Regions from separate parts of the Canis lupus genome. Here region 2 is linked to region 1. The links are chromatin contacts, called in public Hi-C maps. All regions are on one chromosome and are shown on one strand. Each heading gives the region's core, a stretch centred on a gene start, on an enhancer-like site or on the middle of the called end of the contact. The rest is flanking DNA. Distances are from core to core; before and after follow the strand shown.

Evidence for each region. Hi-C and Micro-C count contacts between places; a contact is called where the count stands out from the background.
Region 2: a contact with region 1 is called in a Hi-C map of blood, with 5 times the contacts expected there. The contact joins the enhancer-like site here to the promoter of SLC39A3 in region 1. A contact is called at or near these places in 5 of 9 Hi-C or Micro-C datasets (amygdala and blood).

The regions. Positions count from the first base shown.
Region 1 is chr20:56,927,657-56,933,026 of UU_Cfam_GSD_1.0, forward strand. It overlaps SLC39A3 (zinc transporter ZIP3), which reads left to right and starts at 2,408. Exons shown (of 3, transcript XM_038567884.1): 1 at 2,408-2,505; 2 at 3,956-4,287. The coding sequence starts at 4,078.
Region 2 is chr20:56,970,815-56,976,356 of UU_Cfam_GSD_1.0, forward strand. All of the region lies in intron 1 of GNG7 (guanine nucleotide-binding protein G(I)/G(S)/G(O) subunit gamma-7), which reads left to right. Among named protein-coding and RNA genes, the nearest start is that of GNG7, 23 kb to the left of the region's middle. Within about 2 kb of position 3,352, at least 2 of the 20 cell types and tissues checked have an H3K27ac peak or open chromatin away from gene starts, as enhancers often do. A contact at or near this core is called in blood, where this site is marked.

The sequences.
Region 1 (5,370 bases), core at 1,158-3,657:
GCCTCTGCAAAGTCCAACTCAGCCCTCCAGCACCTCCTGGATCTGTACCTCCTCCAGCCTTCCCTATTTTAGTGAACAACACCAACATCCATCTAATCGCTCAAACCATACAACTAGGAGACGTCACCCTGACACCTCCTACTCCTGCAACCCACCCAGACAAACCAGTGCTGGGTCCCACCAATCCACCCTCCATCCTGGCTCCTGCATCTCCTCTTTCTCTTCGTGGCATTGCCTACAGTCTGGGCGCTCAGCCTCAGGGTCTCCCAAAGTCTACAATCAAGGTGCCCACTAAGAGGCAGTCACCCGACATCATGCCTAGGACATCATGCCTAAGACCCCTCATGCTGTCTTGGTTGGCAGGATTCAGTTCCTTACTGGCTCTTTCACTGAGGGTCTTACCATCTTGCTGACTACTGGCTGGGGGTCCCTAGTTCCTTGCTGCGTGGACCTCAACATCACAGCTTCCTTCATCAAGGCAGCCAAGAGTTGTGCTAGGAAGACAGAAGTCCGCATTTTTGTAACCTAATCCTGGAACTGACACCCCAACGCCTTGCCATATTCTATTTGTGAAAATCAAGTCACCCGGGGCAGCCCACACTCAAGAAGAGGGAATTACCCATAGGCATGAATACTAGGATGTGGGATCGTGTAGGACCATCTTAGAAATCTGCCTACTGCAGCCTGCTACTATTTCATTAACACTTGGTTCCCACACTAGATGAACTGTGAGGACATGGGGTTCGCTTTTTGTTCCATTAATTGTTTTAAATTTTTAAATTGTGGTGAGATATACATAAAATTAAAATCGCCATTTAACCATTTCTAGGTGTACAGCTCAGGGCACGAAGTACCCTCACCCCGCCGCACACCCACCCTCACCACCGCCTCCAGAACCTTCATCTCCCCACACAGAGACCCCGTCCCCAGGAAGCACTGACCCTCCGCCCCCTGCCCCACCCCTGGCTCCCACCACCTCCTCTCTGTCTCTGTGGACGGGCCTCCTCTGGGGACCTCCTGGGAGTGGGGTCCTGCAGGAGGTGTCCTTCTGGGTCTGGGTCCCTCGGGGTCTGTCCACATTCTAGCATTCCCCCCTTTATTCTTAGCAGCTCTCTCCATGCCTGGCCCCTAGTAGGCTGACCACAAGATTTTATTTTTTGTTAATTATTTTATTTATTTAATCAAGATAGGCAGAGACACAGACAGAGAAAGAAGCAGGCTCCCTGTGAGGAGTCCGATGTGGGTCTTGATCCCGGGACTCTGGGATCACGTCCTGAGCCAAAGGCAGACCAGACACTCAACCACTGAGCCATCCAGGCGTCCCTAACCATAAGATTTTAACTAACAAACAAATAAAGTCTTCATTACACTGGTTGCTTTTATAGGGCATGACTTTTTTTTTTTTTAATGTTACCTTGTCTCCATCTTAAAAAAAAAAAATCAATGATTTTCGGTGTTCATCTTACTTGACCTATTGGGAGCATTGATCCAATAACCAAATGACTGCATTAAAATACATCAGATCTGTCACATCTCTGATCAAAACTCTTCAATTGCTCCCTGTTTCCCTCCAAAACCTTTTGTGACCTACCTCCTCTTACCTCCAAATTCACTTCCCCACATCACTGTGCTTTGGGCACACACACGATCTCGCACACGCCTGCCTCAGGTCTCCCTACTCTCAGCCCCTTATGCGTGTCACAATTTGCCTCCACGTTGGCAAGACGTGGGTTGCCACTGGGCCAACATCTCCACGTTCATCTTTGCTCAAACATCTCTCTAGGAGGCCTATTTGAGCATCCTACTTAAAATAGCAACCTGTGCCCAGCACTTTGGTAGCCTCTCCAGGGCTGTTATCCCAGAGCACTTGATACCTTCTGACATAATCCCATCACTTATGTCGTGTATCGATCATTTTCTGTGTCTTATGTCTTGTCCTACAAGGTAAGCTCCAAAGGAGGGGTGGGTGGAAGGAGCAATCTTTGGCTCACAGGTGTTCTGGAAAAGGCCCCAGCACATAATGGGCAGGAATGTTGAGCAGCTGAATCTGCGTCTTAAGCTGACGGCGGGGCCTCAGCATCGTGGATGCTCGGGGAGGGACAGTCTCTCCCGTCGCGGTTGGCCAAGCCTCCATTCGAGAGGCATTCAGCACCAGGCGCCCCTGGACAGCTCTGGAAGCCAAGTCCCGGCGGAACCATTCTCCTAAGGCCCGGGTTTCCCGCCGGAGCCTCCTGCTGGCTGTACCTACCGCTCAGCAAGAGGAAACTACTTTCCCGTGCCGGTAGGCGAGGTGGGCGGGGTCGCAAGGTGAGTGGCAGCCACCGCAGCCAATGGCACGGCGCCTTCAGCCCGTGGCGCCCGGGATGGCCAATGGGCAGGGGCGTGGGCGGGGCGTGGGCAGCCGCGCGCGGAGCCGGGGCTGGAGCGGTGCGCGGCTGTGGGGTCGAGACCGCGCGGCGGTTGAGCGGCGGGAGGCGCCGGCGGGCGGGCGAGGGCCCCGCGGAGGTGCGTGCGGGCCGGGGCCGGGGCCGGGGGCCGGGGCCGGGCGGGGCGGGTCGGGGCCTGGCCGGCTGGGCCGCCCGTTAGCCGAGGCCGGGCTGCGGCGCCCGCTGCTGGTTCCCCGTTTCCCCGCGAGCTCCGCGCTGATTTGCTGCCGACCCCGCAAGCGGAGCGCGAGGGCTCCCTCTCGGCCTCGCCCCCCGCGGGGCGCCGGGTGCAGCGTGGTGCACACAGCAGGTGCCCAATAGGTGCTGGGGGACGAACGAATGAACGAGCCGGTGACTCCTGGTCGCAGCTCCGGTGCTGAGAGCGCACAGCCTCCCCCCCGCCGCGACCCCCAGTGCACGGACGGGGGCATCGGGACCCCCCGGCAGGTGTCTGCTGGGCGCCTCCCGCTACCTGGTTCTGTGTACCTGGCTGTGTCCTGGATGCTGGGGTCCGGGTCCGGGTCCGGGGGTGGGGGGGGGTCCCACTCGAGCCCCCAGGAAGCGAGTGCATTCAGGGGCTCTAAGTGATGTCGTTTCCTGCAGCACAAATGATGCCGGCACGTAATGCCCGGGAAGGGGGCAGCCAGCCAGTGGCATCGGGGCTGACACCTGGAGACCTCAGTGAGGGCGGACGTGGGTAGTGAGGAATGGGAGGGAAGGGGGACCGTCAGGACAGAGGAGCAGCCGGGGGCCCTCCTACTGGGGGTGAGGTTTTCCAGTCCCGGGCGACATCTGCTCCTCTTGGGCTCACTGAGGTCCACATGCTCCGGCTCACCTGTTCATTTCCCAGTGGTTACGGAGCATCTCTTCTGCACCAGGCCTCGTGGTGGGTACAAGGCATACAGTTAGGGCAGAGGTCAGCCAGGGATGGGAGGCCCTTCCAGGGGATCCTGGGGGCAGCGACCTAAAAGACAACACCTCCTCGAGAGGGTGGTCGGTGGGGGGGGAAGATGTATTCCAGGCCAAGAGAACAACCTGTGCAAAGGCCCTGAGGTGGGAACGGGCTGGGCCTACTTAAGGACCACGAAGGCCCGTGTGGGGTGAGGGGAAGCGGAGGCTGATGGTGCAGAGCCTTCGCTACCGGGTGTGCTGCTTGGTTTTACGGAAGGGCAGTGGGAAGCCAGCGGAGCAGCACCGCCCGGTAGAACATTCGGCAACAATGGAAATGTTCTCTGTCCGTGGCGTCCCGAACGGTCGCTACTGTGGTTGTGTGGGTGCTGAGCACTTGAAATATGGTTGGTGTGACCAAGGAGCTGAAGTTTGCCTTTTGTTTGATCTTAATTAGTTCAAACAGACAGGCATGGCCACTGACTGTCATATTGGACAGCACAGGCGTGGAGAACTCTCTGCAGGGGGCAGTGATATGTGCCAGGCCCCGCATGGAGTGAAGCACTGGGGGTGGTACGCTTGGTCGCCAGGGCTGGTCAGATAACCCAATAAGCTGACGTGGTCACCCCTCGTGTTCACAGTGGCTGCACGCAGGCATGAGCCCCCGGCTGCGTGGTTGGGCCCGGTAGCACACCGTGGGACAGGAGTGTGCGCCCACACATGGTTTGGCCCTGCAGCGACCAGAGCAGTCCGGGCCGCCACCATGATGAAGCTGTTGGTGGCCAAAATCCTTTGCATGGTGGGCGTGTTCTTCTTCATGCTGCTTGGCTCCTTGCTCCCCGTGAAGATCATCGAGACGGATTTTGAGAAGGCCCATCGCTCAAAAAAGATCCTCTCACTCTGCAACACCTTTGGAGGCGGGGTCTTTCTGGCCACATGCTTCAATGCTCTCCTGCCAGCCGTGAGGGACAAGGTAAGGGCTCCCCACTGGTAGCCTTGACCCTGCACGGGGGACAGGAAAGGAATTTGCTGTGTGACCCTGGGTTAGTCGCTTCTCTTCTCTGGGCCTTAACCTGGTAAACAGGGGATTTGAACCAGATGTGGGGTTCCCAGCTGGTGAACCCACCTGTTTTACCTGAGTAGGCCACCCACGTGGGGAGCATGCACTTTGTCCCTGAGGCCGGCGGTTTGGGCCTCCCCTCGACACCTGTATCAGTTAGCTACTGCTGCATAACAAGTGGTAACAGTGTCAGCGTCTTAGCACAGTGCCTGTTTATTATCTCACGGTTTCTGCGGGTCGGGAGTGTGGACACCACTTAGCTGGGTCCTCTGCTCCAGGCTGTCGTCAGGCAACATTCCCTGGGCCGTGGTCTCATGTCAGGGCTTGACAGGTCATCGGAGTGGTAAGTCCATGTGGTGGGGAGGCAAGTTCAGTTCCCTCCCTGTTGTTAGACCGCCAGCCTCGTTTCTCCCTGGCCGAGGGCCACCCTCGGTCCCTGGGTGCCCGGGCCCCCAGCGTGGCACTATCTTCAACAGCAAGCCGTGGGGTGCGTGGGGTGCCTGGGTGCAGAGCTGCGAGCTGACAGGTTTCTATTGTTTTCCGCTGCCCGCCCTGTGTTCCTTCATTACAGAGCGTGGGAAGCTCACACAGATGGCATCCCTGGGGGTAGGATCTCCGAGTCCTCCCCGAGGCCGTCTGTGCTCCCAGGGCCACTTCCAGCGCTGCCTTCCCCCCACCCCATTCTGTGCATTCTCACGCCTCACCCCTCATCACACTCCCGCCTCAGGCCCGCTGCTGTGATGGCCCTGCTCCTCCTGACCCCTTCAGTACACGTGGCACTCTCGTCCCTCTCGTGGTCCTCCCCAAACCACTCCACTCTGAGCCCCTGCCTACACTGAAGCCTTGGTGGGTCAGGACCCCACCACCCCCCGCAGATAGTGGCACGGGAGCTGTGGCCTCTGTGTGTCTGCCTTGTCTCTCCTGATCAGAGGATCGGATCCGTGTGCGTCCGTCGGGGGACAGTGGGTGTTTTCTGGGCTGGAGCACACGCAGGCC
Region 2 (5,542 bases), core at 2,102-4,601, 44 kb after region 1:
GGAGGCTGCTGGGGGCCAGGGACCTCGGTGCCCCCTCTGTGCCATGAAGGGCTGTACACAAATCCCCCAAAGGGCTCCCCACCTTCTAACCATTTTTGCCATTGTTCTCCTACTGGGTCTCCTGGTTCATAGACTGAACTCTGTTCACCCACCTGGGAGCTTGACCATCCCAGCAGTTTTTTCAATTTCTAAAAAAATTATCATGGCTATATATTTATATTTATTGAGGACAAATTGAGTTTGGAACACAAATGGAGACTTTAAGAACAAGTTATAAGGCAATCATGAACATCTTGCAGTGTGTTACAGCAATACACCTAGTTTGTACTTTGCAAACCTTTAAAATAAACATGTGATGTAGTTTTGAATTTGCAGAAAAGTTGCAAAGACAGTATGGAGAGTTTCCACATAGCCCACACCCAATGTTCCCTGGTATTAGCATCTTACCTTAGTGTGGTACATTTGTCACAATTGTTGAACCAATATCAACACATCATGATTAACTAAAGTCCATACTTTATTTAGATTTCCTTATTCTTTCATCTCCTGGAAAATGTCCCTTTTCTGCCCGAAGACCCTACTCAGGATCCCACATGACATTCAGTTGTCGTGTCTCCTTAGGTCCCACTGGGCTGAGACTGTTTCTCTGACTTTCCTTGCCTTTCATGCCTGGTCAGTCATGCAGAGGACAGGTCAGGAGCTTTGCAGAACATCCCAGATCTGGGTTTGTCTGGTACTTTCTCGCAATCAGACTAGGGTTGTGGTTTGGGGTAAGAACACACAGAGGGGCACATGCTGTCCACAGCTAGTATTGACCTTGATCCCCTGGCTGAGCCAGAACCCAGTGGTTTTAAACTTTGAATTAGTGCCAACATTTAAAAATCCGGAGATTTTATGATGAAAGACCTCCCAGCCCCTCAGGATACTTGGAAGAGCTGACTACATTGGGCACTTCCCATGTGGTGACAGAGCTAGGCTGGGAACTGTGCCCCCTTCCAGCGAGCCAAGTGTCATTTTTCCAGGATCCCACATTGTCACCGCCTGCCTGCCCTGGAGCCCATCTCACACTTGGGACCCCAGGATGGCCACTGGAGCATGGCATACATCCTCCTACCCCCGCTGTGGTCCTCCACCCTTGCAGGGGGGAATATCCTCATGCACAGCTCATTCCCATACAGAGCCCCCCAGGAAGTAGCTGAAAGTCAGGAAAGTGTGTTGCAATTCAGGGGAGCACTTTGTGGTTAGTGTGAAGGACATGCCAGCCACTCCTGGCCGTGGGAGGCTCAGAGCCACCGGCATCCAGGGCAGACAGAGAGGTGGTCTGAGGCCTCCTTCTTCCCGACTGTCATCACTGTCGACCATGCCTGGGTCTCGGGCTTCTGGCTCCAGAGGTGGGAGACAAGGTGGTTTTAAGCTGCGTGGTCTGTGGTCATTTGTTACGGCCACCCAGGGAAATGCATACAGTTGGCGAGGCTCAGATCAGAAGTACACAAGCTTTGGAAAACAGATGGAGCCCCCAGCTGACCGCATGTTTGGGACTTGATGGGCATGGAATGTCTCAAGGTGTCAGGGTTGCTGCACCGGAGTTGTTTTGTGGCACCACGGAGATCCCCTGGTTTAGCCTCTGAGTGTTGGGTGGAGTCAAACCCAGCGTGTACATCCAGGAGTTACTGTTAGAGAGCAAGCAGATTCCATACTATATTTGCCACTGGCCAAAATCTGGGGACATTTTTCATTATCACAGCTGAAATGGTCCTGGCATCGAGTGGGTGGAGCCTGGGATGCCGCTCAGTCCTCCAGAGTGCCCAGGACACCCCCCTGGAGAGTGACCGGCCCCCAGTACCCAAGGTGGGCGGGGAGGGGAGGAGAAAGTGTGAAGCAAGGTGACCTTCAGATTCTGGAACCTTCAGTGGGTCTCAGCACCAGGACCCAGAGCTGTGCCAAGGCAGCTGGAACTCTGGGAGCGTGAGTGGGGCAGCAGTGCTTATCCTCACGCAGCATGGTCTGGTCTACCCTTTGGAGGCTGCAGGCATGACCTGCACAGTCAGGCGAACACCAGAGCTCGGAGCAGAAGCCTCTGCTGTGTCCCACGTGAGCGCAGGGTCGAGGGGACAGCACAGCCGCACCAGGGCCGCACCTCTGAGGCAGATGGGCTGGCGTGCTGCCAGCTGCCACTCACCCGACAGTCCTGGCACGCCTACGATGACATGCACTCCTTGGAAGGCAGACAGGGAGGGGCAGACCCTCTTGTGGCCTAGGAGGGGAGCCAGGGGACAGACCCTCAGGGCTGAACCGAGCAGAACCAGGCCAGATTTGCTTAACTTCCAGGGAGGCTTCCTGTGTGGTGTGTGCCATTCCTCCAACAAAATATCCACCATGCACCTCCGCTGAGAGTCTGAGAAGGAAACCCTGCAGGGCCTTGAAGTGGTGATGTGGGATCTCTCTGTGGGGAGTCAACAGACTTTCTGTAAAGGGCCAGAGGGTAAGTATTTTCAGCTTTGCAGGCCAGAGGTCTTTGTTGCAGTTCCTGGGTTCTGCCTTTGTAGGTACAGATGTGCCATAGATGATGTATATGTGAATGGGCATGGCTGTGTTTGAATAAAACTTTATTTATGAAGTGAGTGGTGGGCCAGATTTGGCCTCGGTCTCAGATAGAACAGCACTGCCTCCTTCCCAATTCAGAGGCCTCTCCCTATTAAAAGTGGGATTTGACACATGATGATCTCTTTCTTCTTCTCAGGCTGGTTTCATCTCTCTGAGCCTCAGTTTCTCCATCTGTAGAGCAGAGATAATTTTACTTCTTATGGGTTGTATGTAGATTGTTAGATATTGTAGGTTGGTAGTTCTCATCTGGGGTGATTCTGCCCGCAGGGGACACTGGGTGATGTCTGGGGACGCCTGTTGGTCATCACACTGGGCATGCTCCTGGCATGGAGGGGGTGGGTGGGGTAGGGATGCTGCTCAGCTCTCCCAGTGCCCGGCACCCCGCACCCCCACCCCCGCCTACAGAGAACGAACCAGCCCTGAATGTCTGTGGGCCCGACCGGGAGAGACCCTGGTATAGATGACAGTGTCTAATCAGGTAACTTGCAAAGACCAGCATGCCACATTCTATTAGTTGTCTTTCTTTCTTTGGCCCACAGCTTCCCTTTTACTTTCCAGAATTCTCCATCCATAAAACCTTTGCCTTCTTCCGGGCCCCTGTACTGGCTCACCCTCGCAGGCCTCTGAGTGAATGTGCCGCGTGGCCTGGCTCTGCCTGAGATGTCTCAGAAGCTTGCTCAGCAGGACCCTGCGGTGGGGTGGATCTGCTGTGACTGCCCCGGTGGGGGTGGGGGAGACTGCTCAGCCACCTGTCTTCCCCCGCCCCCTGTTCCTGTCAGAAGAGCAAATTTCCCCTGTTGATTAGCATATCCTGTTTTTAGCGGCTTTCTCTTCTAGGTTTTATATAACCGTGTCATTATTAGGCGCTGTCACAGGGACTTAATGGTCCCTCACACTTTGAAGCGTTCCCTGGCATCAGCAGCTAATTGCCCGTCGTCACTCTTCTTTTCTCTCTTTCAGGAAACTTTCATTTTAGAATAGTTTGAGATCCCTAGAGAAATTGGGAAGGCAGTACAGAGTTCCCATGTAGCCCACACCCAGGTACCCTGCAGTTGACATCTTACCTCAGGGTGGTACCTTTGTCACAGATAATACACCCATATCCGTATGTCACTATTTTTTTTTATTTTTTAAAGATTTTATTTATTTATTCATGAGAGACACAGAGAGAGAAAGAGGGAGGCAGAGACATAGGCAGAGGGAGAAGCAGGCTCCATGCAGGGGGCCCAACGTGGGACTCGATCCCGGGACTCCAGGATCATGCCCTGGGGTAAAGGCAGACGCTCAACCACTGAGCCACCCAGGCGTCCCTCTGTATGTTATTTTTTTTTAAATTTTATTTATTTATGATAGCACACAGAGAGAGAGAGAGAGAGAGAGAGGCAGAGACACAGGCAGAGGGAGAAGCAGGCTCCATGCACCGGGAGCCTGATGTGGGACTCGATCCCGGGTCTCCAGGATCACGCCCTGGGCCAAAGACAGGCGCCAAACCGCTGCGCCACCCAGGGATCCCCTCCCTCTGTATGTTATTAACCCAACTCCATACTTCAGATTTCTCTGCTTTCCCCCTAATACTCTTTTTCTGCCCCAGAACTTCATCCAGGACCCCACACCACATTCACTGGTCATGTCTCAGGCCCCATGGGGACTGTGGCAGTCTCTCAGACCTTTGTGTACATACATTGTGCCCTGCTCTGGGGGTGGGTCATGAAGGGTGTTGCTGGTGGCAATTGCGCTCACCAGGTCTAGACATTTTGGGTGCCCTTTGCAGCCAAGGCTCACTAGCCAGTTGATAAAGGTGAGGTATTTACTACCAAGTCGGGTGATGGATTTTTTTTCAAGGTGACAGGAAAGCAACAGCCCTCTTATTAATTTAAAAGTGGCACCTCTTCAGTTGTGAGTGTTCTGTGTCACAGAATGGTCTGAGATAATTTTGCTGAGTGACAGGCTGGGGCAGTGTGGAGTTTTTCCATGTGACCCAGGCAGGGTCTAGTTTTGGGATGAGATTGGAACACTCTCCCTGCAGTGGTGCCTGGATATGAGCATTTGTGGCTAAAATAGTGCCATGTTTTAATAGACTGTCTTCTGTTCCAGGGGTCACAAGCTACAGCCTGTGGGCCGAAAGCAGGCCTCCTGCCTTTGTAAATAAAGTTTTTTTTTTTTTTTTGTAAATAAAGTTTTATTGGCAGATGGCCGCACCTGTTTGTCTACTACCATCAGGTCTGTAGTAGTAGTGACGACAGAGACCACCTGACTCACAAAGCCAAAAGTATTTACCATGTGGCCCTTCGCCGGAACATGTTGCTGGGCCCTGGTCTTGTCAACAAAGCCGGAAGCACAGGCTCTGAGTAATGAAGTTGTGGTGTATGACTTACCGTATGACACGTAGTATATGACACAGAAGCTCTGATGATAAAGCAGTCGTGCCCCATTAACAATGTCAGGCACCAATGGAAACATCTTATAGATGCTCAGTTATTTATTTTCTTTAAGGATTTTATTTATTTGTTTGAGAGAGAGAGGGAGTGAGCACAAGCACAGGGGAGGGGAAGAGGGGGACAGAGAAGCAGACTGCCTGCTGAGCAGAGCTTGCCGCTCCATCCCCAGACCCCGGGATCATGACCTGAGCGGAAGGCAGATGCTTCACCAACTGAGCCACCCAGGCACCCCCAGATGTTCAGCTGTTTAGTCTGGAGAGCACTCGTGGGATAGATGCTCCCATCGTCTCTGTGTTACAGATTTGGAAACTGAGGCACAGGGGAGTCCGTGAGCTGGGAAGTTAGGACAGTGCGCCACAGCGTTGCCCCTGGGATGTAAGAATTTGTGTCCCCACCCACCCCCTCCCGTGGGACTCTTTGTCACCATTTTAATTCTGAGTGGAGAAAGAAATGTTTCTACATTTTCTTTTCTTTTCTTTTCTTTTTTCTTTTTTTCTTTC